Regions from separate parts of the Zea mays genome. Here region 2 is linked to region 1. The links are chromatin contacts, called in public Hi-C maps. All regions are on one chromosome and are shown on one strand. The core of a region is the stretch at or near the end of the contact, and the rest is flanking DNA. Distances in the headings are between cores, read along the strand shown. Region 1 holds the start of LOC100273880. Region 2 holds the start of LOC100286375 (40S ribosomal protein S10).

Region 1 (5,369 bases), core at 1,369-3,868:
AAAACATTGTTTTTTCAACACTTACAAAGCGATAACAAGGTTTCCCATCCTTGAATATGATAAAAGTTGGCAATGCTTCAATTCTGTAACGACTTGCAATGCTAGTGTACTTCTCAGTATCAATTTTCACAACTTGAATTTTGTCGCCTAACTTCTCACTCACTTCTTGAAGTATGGGAACCATGTATTGGCATGGACCACACCTAACAAGAAGAACAAAAACAAATGCAAATATATGTTACTGAAGTATGTAGAGGCAATGCTCATGCACAGACTGCTCATAACTAATTTGAATGATGAACTGTCTTCTTAATAAGAATGGTGCAATGGAGCTAACAAACCAATGATGCACCTGTCAGCTATGAGTTGGGACAATGTTTGTCGTTTGATGAGTACAATGTGAAACAACATTTCTGGATATGATAGAACTCAGATGGAAACAATGCACATCATCATGAACAGAACATGACCCAATTAATCATATAGTGTCGTTTTTTCTGTTAGATATCAGTAGTAATGTATGTCATCATGAACAGTGCCATAACAAATGACTGTAGAAAGCAGAGGCTTTAAAATCAGTAAGGTGCATTTGAGGTATTGCAAATATCAATTGTGAAGGAAATACAATTGAACAGGTTAGTCCACATGGTGAACACTGAACACTAAAGACAAAAGTGGAAAAACAGACCAAACTTCTAGAGGTCTTCCCCACTCGAGCAAAAAGAGTGCAAAAACTATTCAACTTTCACCAAAGTTCGGTATCTTTTCTAAAAAGTAAAAGGGTAGGAGGTGGTGGATATTAAAAAAAAACTCGGACGGGAAGGGAAAGACAGTCTTCCCGGTATTATATTAAAAAGAGACTGAAACATGGTCCAAGACGAAAAAATCCCCAAACCCTGGCCCCCCTTCACTAGCGGGCCGTCACCCCCCACTCTGCAACGGCCCAGACGAAGGGTGGACGTAACCCGGGATGGCGGGACACAGCGAGGGGATTTTTTTAACCAAGCCCGAAATTCGCCCACAAGGGGATCGAACCCGGGACCTGGAGGTCTTACTCGGAAGGCTTAACCATTACGCTAGAGGCCTTTTCGTAGTGGTGGATATTATGCATGCATTTACACAGATGATGAACATAATGCCAGTCAAAGTGCAATTTTCACCTCCCAAATGTTTGGTAGCACATTGGCATAATGGAAAGAACATGAAACACACCAAAGACCTAAAAACACAACAATAATGGAGAGAACTTATATCTAGTAGAGAGTACTGAACTAGCTCAGCATGACACCTGTCATCGCCACTTTCATTACTTCCAGTAAGTAACTTACCAAGTTGCATAGAAGTCAACTAACAATGGCTTCTCAGACTTCTCCAGCAACTCATCAAATGAAGAAAAAGTTTGCTTCTTAGCTTCCACCTATCCATCCAAAAATTAAATACAGATAAAATGTCGAAAAAATAGTAGAAATCCACAAGTTTTTAAAGTGTAAGGACGATATATACAGCCCTAATGGAAAAGGATACATGTAAGAAAACAGTTATAGGACTATAAGCGCACACAAAAAAGCTGTGTATAGTAACAGTTGTCACTTGCTCACTTCTAGAGCTACTCAATGGATGAAAAACAAAACTACATTTTCAGAAAACTGGAAAGTAACATGATAAGTATTAAAATGAAAACATCTTCAAAGCTATTACATGCCATAATTTTTTTCACCTACATAAGGTTGACAACCTAAAAAGATAAGGGGCCATTTTTCAAAAAAGTTGGATGCATCCAAGATACACCAAGTTCATACTAGTTTATTGTCTTTGAGCCCAGATGTCCTGGACTAGGAACAGAAATTTTGATACAGCAGCAGAACTAAAATTGGATGGCTCATAGTAGCTGCAAACTCCGGCAAGTGCAACGACGAGTACAGGACATAGTTCAAGCATCTGGACAGCAGCCAGTGGACCTAAATTGTCAATATCTGCCATTAATTCGGAGATGAGTTCCTATGACACATTCTACTGTAGTTTATAAAGAAACAATTCCACGATATTCTCACATACTCCATTCTAATTTCAATTAGCTGCCACTTGAAAGGCAACGCGAATCAGAGAGTACAGGTCAGCAAGGATTCACCCGTAGCGTGGCGCTCCGCCGAGAACGCGCTCCTCCCCTGAGGCCCAGGGCCGGCGGCGAGCAGCGCAGCGGCATCCATCGGGCCGGCGCCCGGCGCGCGGCCGGCTGGCACGAAGTCGGCGATGCCAGCGTCGCGCGCGCTGTGGTGCTGCCCGTAGCGAAGGCCGCCATGGGGTGATAGGAGTCGTCGAGGCGCTCGCCCTAGGTTTCTCGACGCCGGAGTGGCTCCCCTTGCCGGCTGGCTTCCTTATCTGCTTCGCCTCTCGCTCCCCTTTTCCCGATGCAGCGGAGAAAGAAGGGTGGAGAGAGCGACGACTTAAAGTCACTGCGTGATGGGCCCGACGCGCCACGTGGGCCGAGGATGCTCTGTGCACCGAGTCCACGAGCGCGGCCGCGGAAAGCAGGTGGGACCCTGGTGGCAGTGTCACCGAGACGAAACAAGGAAGGAACCAGTGGAAGTGGGATCTGGATCTCTCCTCTCTCGTCTGCACCGCGAGTCCGCGACTCCGCACCAAGCAAATCCCCTGCCCCCAAAATATTGCTAGGGATTCGAGGGGAGGAAAATCCAGGCGCCCAGGCCTGGCAATCCGTTCGTCGGAGAGGCCATGAGCTCGGCGCAGGATCCGTTCTACATCGTCCGGGAGGAGATCCAGGAGTCGGTAATGCGTACTTCCCTCTCGCTCTCTTTATTACTCTCTTATTCGTGTTGTGATTGCCAACCTTTCCTACCATCATCGAGCCGTCGTTCTGCACCGGTAGAGATTGGAAACTCGAGCGTTGTTGTCTAATCTCACCGTGTTCGCAAATTGTACCAAACTAGTAAATTGCGCGCGTCCTGCGCGTAGAAATCATTTAGATTTAGCAATAAAAAAGCTATCGAAATAAGCCTGGTTGTGAAGCAAAAGAAACTTAGAACTCTATAGGCCGAACTGTAAGGTTAAAATAAAAGTTATGTTCAGTGAAACATTCAAAAGTCTTGTGTAGTTGGGATTTGGTCTCCAAATCAGTTTTTCCATATTCAACTGGGCCATCAAAAAATAGTACTGACAACTGCTTTAACCCCAGTTAAGCCCTTCTATTGCCTCAAGATACCGCACCCAAATTTAATTGTGCAGAGACATACGCTTCTAAATTAGAAGGTCCTAATGAAAATGGACCGAATGAAAATGGAAAGAGAACCCTGTTAATATATTATCTAGGTCTATGCGATAAGCACTCTGTTTCAAAAAAAGATCCTAGGTGGTGCCTAGACAATAGGCAAGCAGCACTGTCTTTCCCACCACATAGCCGTTTTTTCAAGAGCATAACTTTATTAACAGATGTAGAGATTGCACTGTGATTCCCATTATCGACATGATTAGTAGAATTCTTATTTCCACATCCATTACTAACAGCTTCAGAATCAACAGAAGGGCAAACCACTAAAGCAAAAGGCTTTGGTTTCAGCCCATTCTTTTTTATGTAATAGAGCTGCTAGCAAGATTAGGGACTCCAGAATTTGAGAGCGTCGGAAATGAATCAGCATGACCTTCATACCCAGTGTCATCTGCACTGCTGCTTGCGATCAAATGCAGCCCACCCAGAGTTTGGCATCTTCTGTCTATGCATTTTGACAGCCATTAGAGTGTGTGGGTTATCATATTTTTGTTGTTTTAACCTGTGTGCTGTTTAAGCAGAGGCTGGAAGACGTTTCAAGGGCTTATATCACCTCGATGTAATGTACTTGGAACTATGAATAAAATCTTCATTTATTAAAAAAATGCATTTTGACAACTGGGCCACCTTCTTGATCAGTCTAGTTTTAGCGTAAACTGAAAAAACAATGTCAATTATGTGATTGCTGTCCCAAAGATGCTTGGGCTCTTCGCTCTATTTCCCACCACCAGGCACCAGTTGAGAAATCCACTGTTTTCCTATAACATGAGGGCAAAAAGATTAGATCAATTCACCCAATACATTCTGAAAATGACTAATTACTGACACTGTTTGTTTTCAGAAGCATGATCCACTTCTTCTATCCAATATATCTAAATCCAACATTATTCTGAATATTGGTGACAAAGAACGCTGCAAATTGGTAAAAGAAGGATATGGCTCACAGGGGGAGCGGGGAGGGGAATGTGAGGGGGAATAGCAGCAACGCGCGGTCGAGGTCGCTGCTCTGCGCGCCAGGGATACTGCCGCCATCGCTGTGGTCTGTCGCGGCCGGCAACAACTCCTTCGGGTCGCTGAGCAGTGCGACACAGAGCCACCTGAATCCTGCATAGTTTCGAGACCCTGCATAGTCGCCCGGCACCCCGCGGCTTGAATCCTCCATATCATGCATAGCTTGACCACCTCAATCCTGCATAGCCACGCAATGCTCTGCAGCTTCTGCCCCGGCCAGTAGCCGCCCAGCACGGAGCGCTCCCACCGGTAGACGCCCAGCTGCTCGTGTCCCAGCTGGCTAGGCAGCCATCCGGCACGGCGCAGTTGCGCACATCCAAGCCCCTATCATCGAGCGTGGAGGCCCCTGTCGTATCGTGCCTAGGCCCCAGCCAGCAGCCACCCACGCTTCACCCGTCACATCGCCGCTATCTTGCCCACACAGCCGGGCGCTCGCGTTGCTCTATCACTTGGTGAATCGAAATGGCGCCTTTTTCATTGCGGTGCAGAGGATATGCCGCCCTGTTCTAGAATAATCAAGTAAGCGATAATATCAAACCGCTCATACGGCGACGGCAGATGCAGAACGAAAGAAATGAAACATTTTCACCGTCGGAATTAGATCGGGCGGCCAGAGGAGGAGACGATGTGAACATTGCGAGGTCGAGGTGCGACCTTTGCTCCCTCGTTTAATATATAGAAAGAATCGGGACATAGAGATGCTGGAGTGGCCAATATGCAACTACCAGCTAGGGATATTCATGCTCTTGAAAAGTCTACATTTTTTAGTATGAACTCAGTTTTTTGTGTATAAACATAGGTCAATGGGGACAAGGACGCTAGTACTTGATACACCTGTATCACTAAACTCTTACATTAGAGGCTTAGGCCTTTACTTGATCTGGTAACTGAGAGCACCTAGAGGGGGGGTGAATAGGTGATCCTGTAAAACTTAAACTTATAGCCACAAAAACTTGTTAAGTGTTAGCACAATTATTGCCAAGTGGCTAGAGAAGAGTCTCAACAAAACACAATACCACAAGAGATCAAACACAGAGAGGACACAGTGGTTTATCCCGTGGTTCGGCCAAGACCA
Region 2 (5,369 bases), core at 1,262-3,761, 190 kb after region 1:
CACTATCTTTTTATAGCAAACATCCATTAATTAATATGGGTAAAATAGTCATTATTGATAGCAATTAATGATCTTTAGTCCGATTTAGTCACTGGAACCAAACGAGGTACCTTAGCGACTAAACTTTAGTCACTAAAATTTAGTCTAGCTAAGGAAACCAAACAGGGCCTTAATTTACACTTGGAACCTAGCCGACGTGGAGGTCGACTGTATTTGGCATTTGACAAGTCTTGCAACCACGAAGACGACGATGACTTTCCTCCCAGCTTCAAGACGAGAGGAGGAGAGCTCCAGCCATTTTCAGTCTGAATCGTCGACAGTTTAAAGGCGTCTTTCAGTCTCTAAACCATGGGCTCGAGATGCACGCGCTGGACGGGAAGAAGTCGTCGAGGCACGGTGGTGAACGTGCAGGCAGGCAATAGCGACACACATATCTATATCCATCACACCTGGACTGGTGGTTGCCTTCCCTGCTGGCTAGTCTAGTCTGTGTTTGTTAGAAGCAGCGGCAGCAGCTTTTGTCCAAATTTCTTCCTCGAGCTTTCCCACTATAATGTTTAAATGAGAGTCATACGATGATAAAGTAAACAGCGAAGTATTTTTTTTGGCGACGTGATCCTAAAAAATCGAGCAAACGATGTTATTCTCGTCTCATCCTACTTTAACCTAAAACCAAACACACACTAATAAAATCCAGCCTTTGAGTCGTCCTTTTCTATCTGGTTATTATGTTGTATCAGTCTGCTTAAGAATACTCCACTTGAAGAAGCAGCAGCGGCAACAACCCAAATGAAACACACATGCACTTGGATCGATAGTCGATCAGACGTATAGATGGCCAATAAGTACGAGGCCCATGAGCCCGGTACGATTCGGTTTTATACGGACCCGGGTCGGCTTGGCAGGAATAAGCAGGCCAGGTCCAGACAGAAAACTAAGCACGGCGGGCTGGCCCGGCACGATCCGTTTAACTCTAAGTCTGTCAAGCTCGCTTTTTGCACTAAACCATGCTTAGTGGTCCGCTAAGCACGTTTTTGCCCGCTTTTTTCGTGCTTACCGGTCCGGCCCGTTTAGACCCGTTGCGGGCCGGACTCGGACAGAAAAACGAGCCCGCAGGTTTAAATGGCCTGATCTGATCCGTTTTTCTAACCGTGCCCAGTGGGTCGAATTTAAAATGAGCCGGACTTTAACGGGCTTAGGCCGAACGGTCCGTTTGCATCTCTATTTAGACGTACAGTTGGTTCTCATCCATCCAGTCATCGATTGATGCAGACACAAACTGAGTTCAAAGTAGCACGCACTGTCTCCTATCCTATCTGAAAGCGACGCGGAGCGAGGTGACGGATGTGGAGGAGAAACTGAAGCTGCAAGTACTAGGCCGCGGCCCATGACTAGCTCCAGAAAGTAAAGCTTTTCTTTGCGTCGATCGATCACGTACACGCCTCGCTGGCTGTTTCAGTTAAACGCCGTCACTGTCGACTACTTGTTGTGTGGTCTGCATACTTTGCATCTCTTTGCTCCTTGACCAGGAGCAAAAGTTGATCTTTTTTTTTCTTTTTTCAGTCTTCACATCGATCACAACATTGCCAATCATCCTGTCATCATCATACATGTGTTGATGTGTAGGCCCCATGTACGATGCGACTAGACTAGCCATGCATCTCGAGTATATAAGCAGCAGTAAGAGCAACTTCAAAAGGAAATGATATTTTTTTTTTAAAAAAAACTGATCACAAGGGACATACTAAAATAAAGTTTTAGGGATGGAAGAAACTGTTACTTCAGCAATCCGCAAAATATTAAACAACTGACGCGGATGAGTCCGATGATAAAAAGAAATATTGTGGTTCTATCCAAAGACATTGAGTCCTTATACGAGACAGAATAGTGGGGTATCATGAAAAGAAATTATTATAAGAGAATTCTACAAATGAACATTGCTATTTCAGACGAATATATATATATATATATATATATATATATATATATATATATTACATATGTTTCTGTATTTTTTAAAGTTAGTGTATGTCCGGCTACCTAATGTAGCTGTCTTGTCTCCCTCCATCCAGCTACCTCCATTCATTCGGCCCCTGCACTCGTCGTAGGCTCGTAGCTAGCGTCACAGGACGGGTGTCGATGGCGTCCACACGAGGGACGAGCAAATATGAGGGAAATGAGGCTGTAAATAAGGGACGTGAAGTTTTCGGGATAAAAAAAGATCTGTTAGACTAATTAAAAAGCGAATATTTCTCTAATATTAATTTTGGGGTTAGTTTAGGGTTTTTTTAAAGTCGCTCTAAGTACTAATCTATCTCCTACCCTAGCGACATCTGAATCTGAATTCCGATGAGAATGTCCTCCCGCATTTCACAGGCCCAATGCCTAGCCCAGCTTACTTCCTACTACGTCTTATGGAAATGGGCCGACTTCAACCTGTAACGAAGAGAGGGACCCGTGCGGCCCAGGTCCGCCTCTCCCTATATACCAACTCGCCACAAATGTAGGGTTTTCTGTCCGCGCCACCGCTCCTCGACCCCCGCCCAACACTCCCAGCCGTCACGCCGTCGCCGCCGCGAGTCCTTCATTCACCATGGTGAGCGCCTCTCATCGATTCCATTACCTCGTCTGTTGGTTCATTACCAATGCTTCTTCTAACGTGATTTCCATCCCTTCCTCCGTTCGCAGATCATCTCCAAGAAGAACCGCCGCGAGATCTGCAAGTACATCTTCCATGGTGAGCTCCTTCTCCTCCCTCTTCGCCCGTCCCCCTAGGCGCGCCCAATATAAGATTATTTCATTAGATTTAGATACCAATTCAGACATTACAAGCATTAGCAATATTCGGATCGTGTACGACCCAAGCCCGTCCTTGTCTTAGATTGAGAACCGTTCAACTTTATGTTGCAGAGGGGGTTCTATATGCCAAGAAGGACTACAACCTGGCCAAGCACCCCAAGCTTGACGTGCCCAACCTGGAGGTGATTAAGCTCATGCAGAGCTTCAAGTCCAAGGAGTATGTCAGGGAGACCTTCTCCTGGCAGTACTACTACTGGTACCTCACCAACGATGGCATTGAGCACCTCCGCAGCTTCCTCAACCTGCCGTCAGAGGTTGTGCCCAACACCCTCAAGAAGTCCTCCAAGCCCCCGTCCCGTCCCTTTGGCTCTGGCCCACCGGGTGACCGCCCCAGGTACATTTGTCACACTAGAGTTGTTTGCAGTTCTGTATTCTGACACCAGATTTTCACATGATGATAATTGAACTCGTCATTGCTGCCTGCTATTTTGACAGTCATTGTGAATTGTTCCAGAGCCTACAAATTTTGTTTCGTATGCATCTAATTTTGAAATTGCCATAAGGCTTCTACATTTACTTTTGTACATTATATCATATTCCTGGATTGCTAGTAGAGTTTCACCATGAAGCCATGGTTACTTACCTATTATGTTTATTTGACAGGGGTCCCCCTCGCTTTGGGGAAGACAGACCTAGGTTTGGGGATAGGGATGGTTACAGAGGAGGTCCACGAGGTGCAATGGGTGATTTTGGTGGTGAGAAGGGTAGTGCTCCTGCGGATTTCCAGCCATCTTTTAGGGTAAGTTCTAGAAAACTGCGCGCATCTCACATATTTTTTTGTTTACATTGGTTTCTTAACTCACAAATGTCCAGTTCGTTTCAAGAAAACAAGCTTATTTTTTGCACAACTTGTCCAGCTTTGTTACTCCCGCTCTCTTCCAAATTATTAGATGTTTTTTTTCTAGATTCGTGGTTTTTGCTACGCACTTGGATATACAGTATGTCTAGTTACATAATAAAAGGGATGCATTTAGAAATGTCAAAGTGTCTTATAATTTGAACCGAGGGAGTACTTAAGTTTGTGTGTAGTAATCCGCTTGAGCCCCTTTGGTATATCCATGCATGTTCATGTCTTTGTGCTGGTAAACTCCAAACTGCCTTTATAAGTTATGGTAGTGTGGTTTGCTGTTGGTAAGCAGGTGGGATATTCTTTTTGACCTCTATGTGGCAAGTCATTGTAAATACAGCATTTTCTTAAACATTTCTGGACTGCTAACAGTGCTCTTGCTGCTAATGCAAGCAAATATAGCTTGTGAACTGACTCCAATGTTTTCTCTTCTTTTTTTTCAGGGTAGCAGACCTGGCTTCGGCCGTGGTGGCGGCAGCGCTTTTGGTGCCAGTGGATCTTCCATGGAGTGATCTATCAACTTAAGCGGGAAAATTGATTCAGGATAGGCACATGTTTGTTGATCTTTGAACTTTTGAGGACAATGAGATTTTGGTTTACCGAGCTGTTGCCGTGGCTTGACATGGTTTTGTGATCCTCCTTTTTTTGTTACATTAAATTATTAAAGCAGCAAGTCATCATTCGCATCGATGGTGCTATTGCCCCCTGTTTTGATATCTGATCTCGCTGGGAATGACCTTGCTCTCTGTATTGTTGTGCTCAGAGTTTTGATATCGCTGGACAAGGCATTGCACTCCCTATCGCTTGAAATCGTCTCTGTTGGTGCTGGTGTATAAAACTTTGACGTGTGCCGTTTATAATATATATGTAACTGCAAAACCAAGTTTCTATACAAGTCAAAACAGTATACAATTTGGATCAGAAGGTGGTGCAATGTATAACCCTTCTAAATTTAAGGATGTTTTGTGTCTGATATACTTGTTCGCTGGTGCTTCTACAGTGGATTACAGCAGTTGTGACTTGTTTGACTTTTTTTAGTTTAAGTTTGATCGACTTTTTTAGTTTAAGTTTGATCGGCTCGTCTTATTCAAAACATATCTTATTCAAAAAAATCATAGTTATTTTAATCTTTAGTATGATATTGTTTAGCATATAATATATTTTTAGTTTAGTTTTGACTTTTCATTTTTCTAAAAATAATAATAAAATGAATTGGTCAAACTTGGTTTAAATAAAAAAGTCGAAGGGATTATAAAATGAGATGGGTGGAGTATTTAACTACCTATGTAGATGTGGAAAGCGTATTGCTGTACATCTAAATATATAGTGGATTTTTTATATAAAAAAACTAAATATCTATAATTTAAAATGTATTTCTTTTTTTTTAACGTAGCATAAGAGCACTTAACGATACCACGTTTCAAGAAAATTTGTTTCATTTTCAGATATCCATATCTGACATGAAAACCAAATACACGGCCAAAAAAAAGTCTGAAATGATCGACTCAGACAATCAAACAGCGAATACATAACAATCCTGGTTTAAGCCACCTATGGAATGCCATTTTTTATTATTTCCTGCATTTTGTCTGTAACAAAAAAATTGATTGTCGTAGGATCTCAAATAAAATACCTGAATTTAACGGAGCCATCAGCCATGTGA

Evidence for each region. A called contact is a pair of places that touch in the nucleus more often than the background predicts.
Region 2: a Hi-C map of leaf shows a contact between it and region 1, with 7 times the contacts expected there. The contact joins the promoter of LOC100286375 here to the promoter of LOC100273880 in region 1. A contact is called at or near these places in 10 of 25 Hi-C or Micro-C datasets (ear, leaf, leaf mesophyll and 2 more).

Annotation. Positions count from the first base shown.
Region 1 is chr3:148,313,530-148,318,898 of Zm-B73-REFERENCE-NAM-5.0, forward strand. LOC100273880 reads left to right here and starts at 2,619. Exons shown (of 7, transcript NM_001148274.1): 1 at 2,619-2,787. The coding sequence starts at 2,734. LOC100382686 (putative thioredoxin superfamily protein) reads right to left here and starts at 2,363. Exons shown (of 4, transcript NM_001175410.1): 1 at 2,129-2,363; 2 at 1,329-1,417; 3 at 26-203. The coding sequence starts at 2,299.
Region 2 is chr3:148,500,319-148,505,687 of Zm-B73-REFERENCE-NAM-5.0, forward strand. It overlaps LOC100286375 (40S ribosomal protein S10), which reads left to right and starts at 2,512. Exons shown (of 5, transcript NM_001159262.2): 1 at 2,512-2,596; 2 at 2,689-2,737; 3 at 2,911-3,193; 4 at 3,463-3,598; 5 at 4,150-4,394. The coding sequence starts at 2,594. The coding sequence ends at 4,218.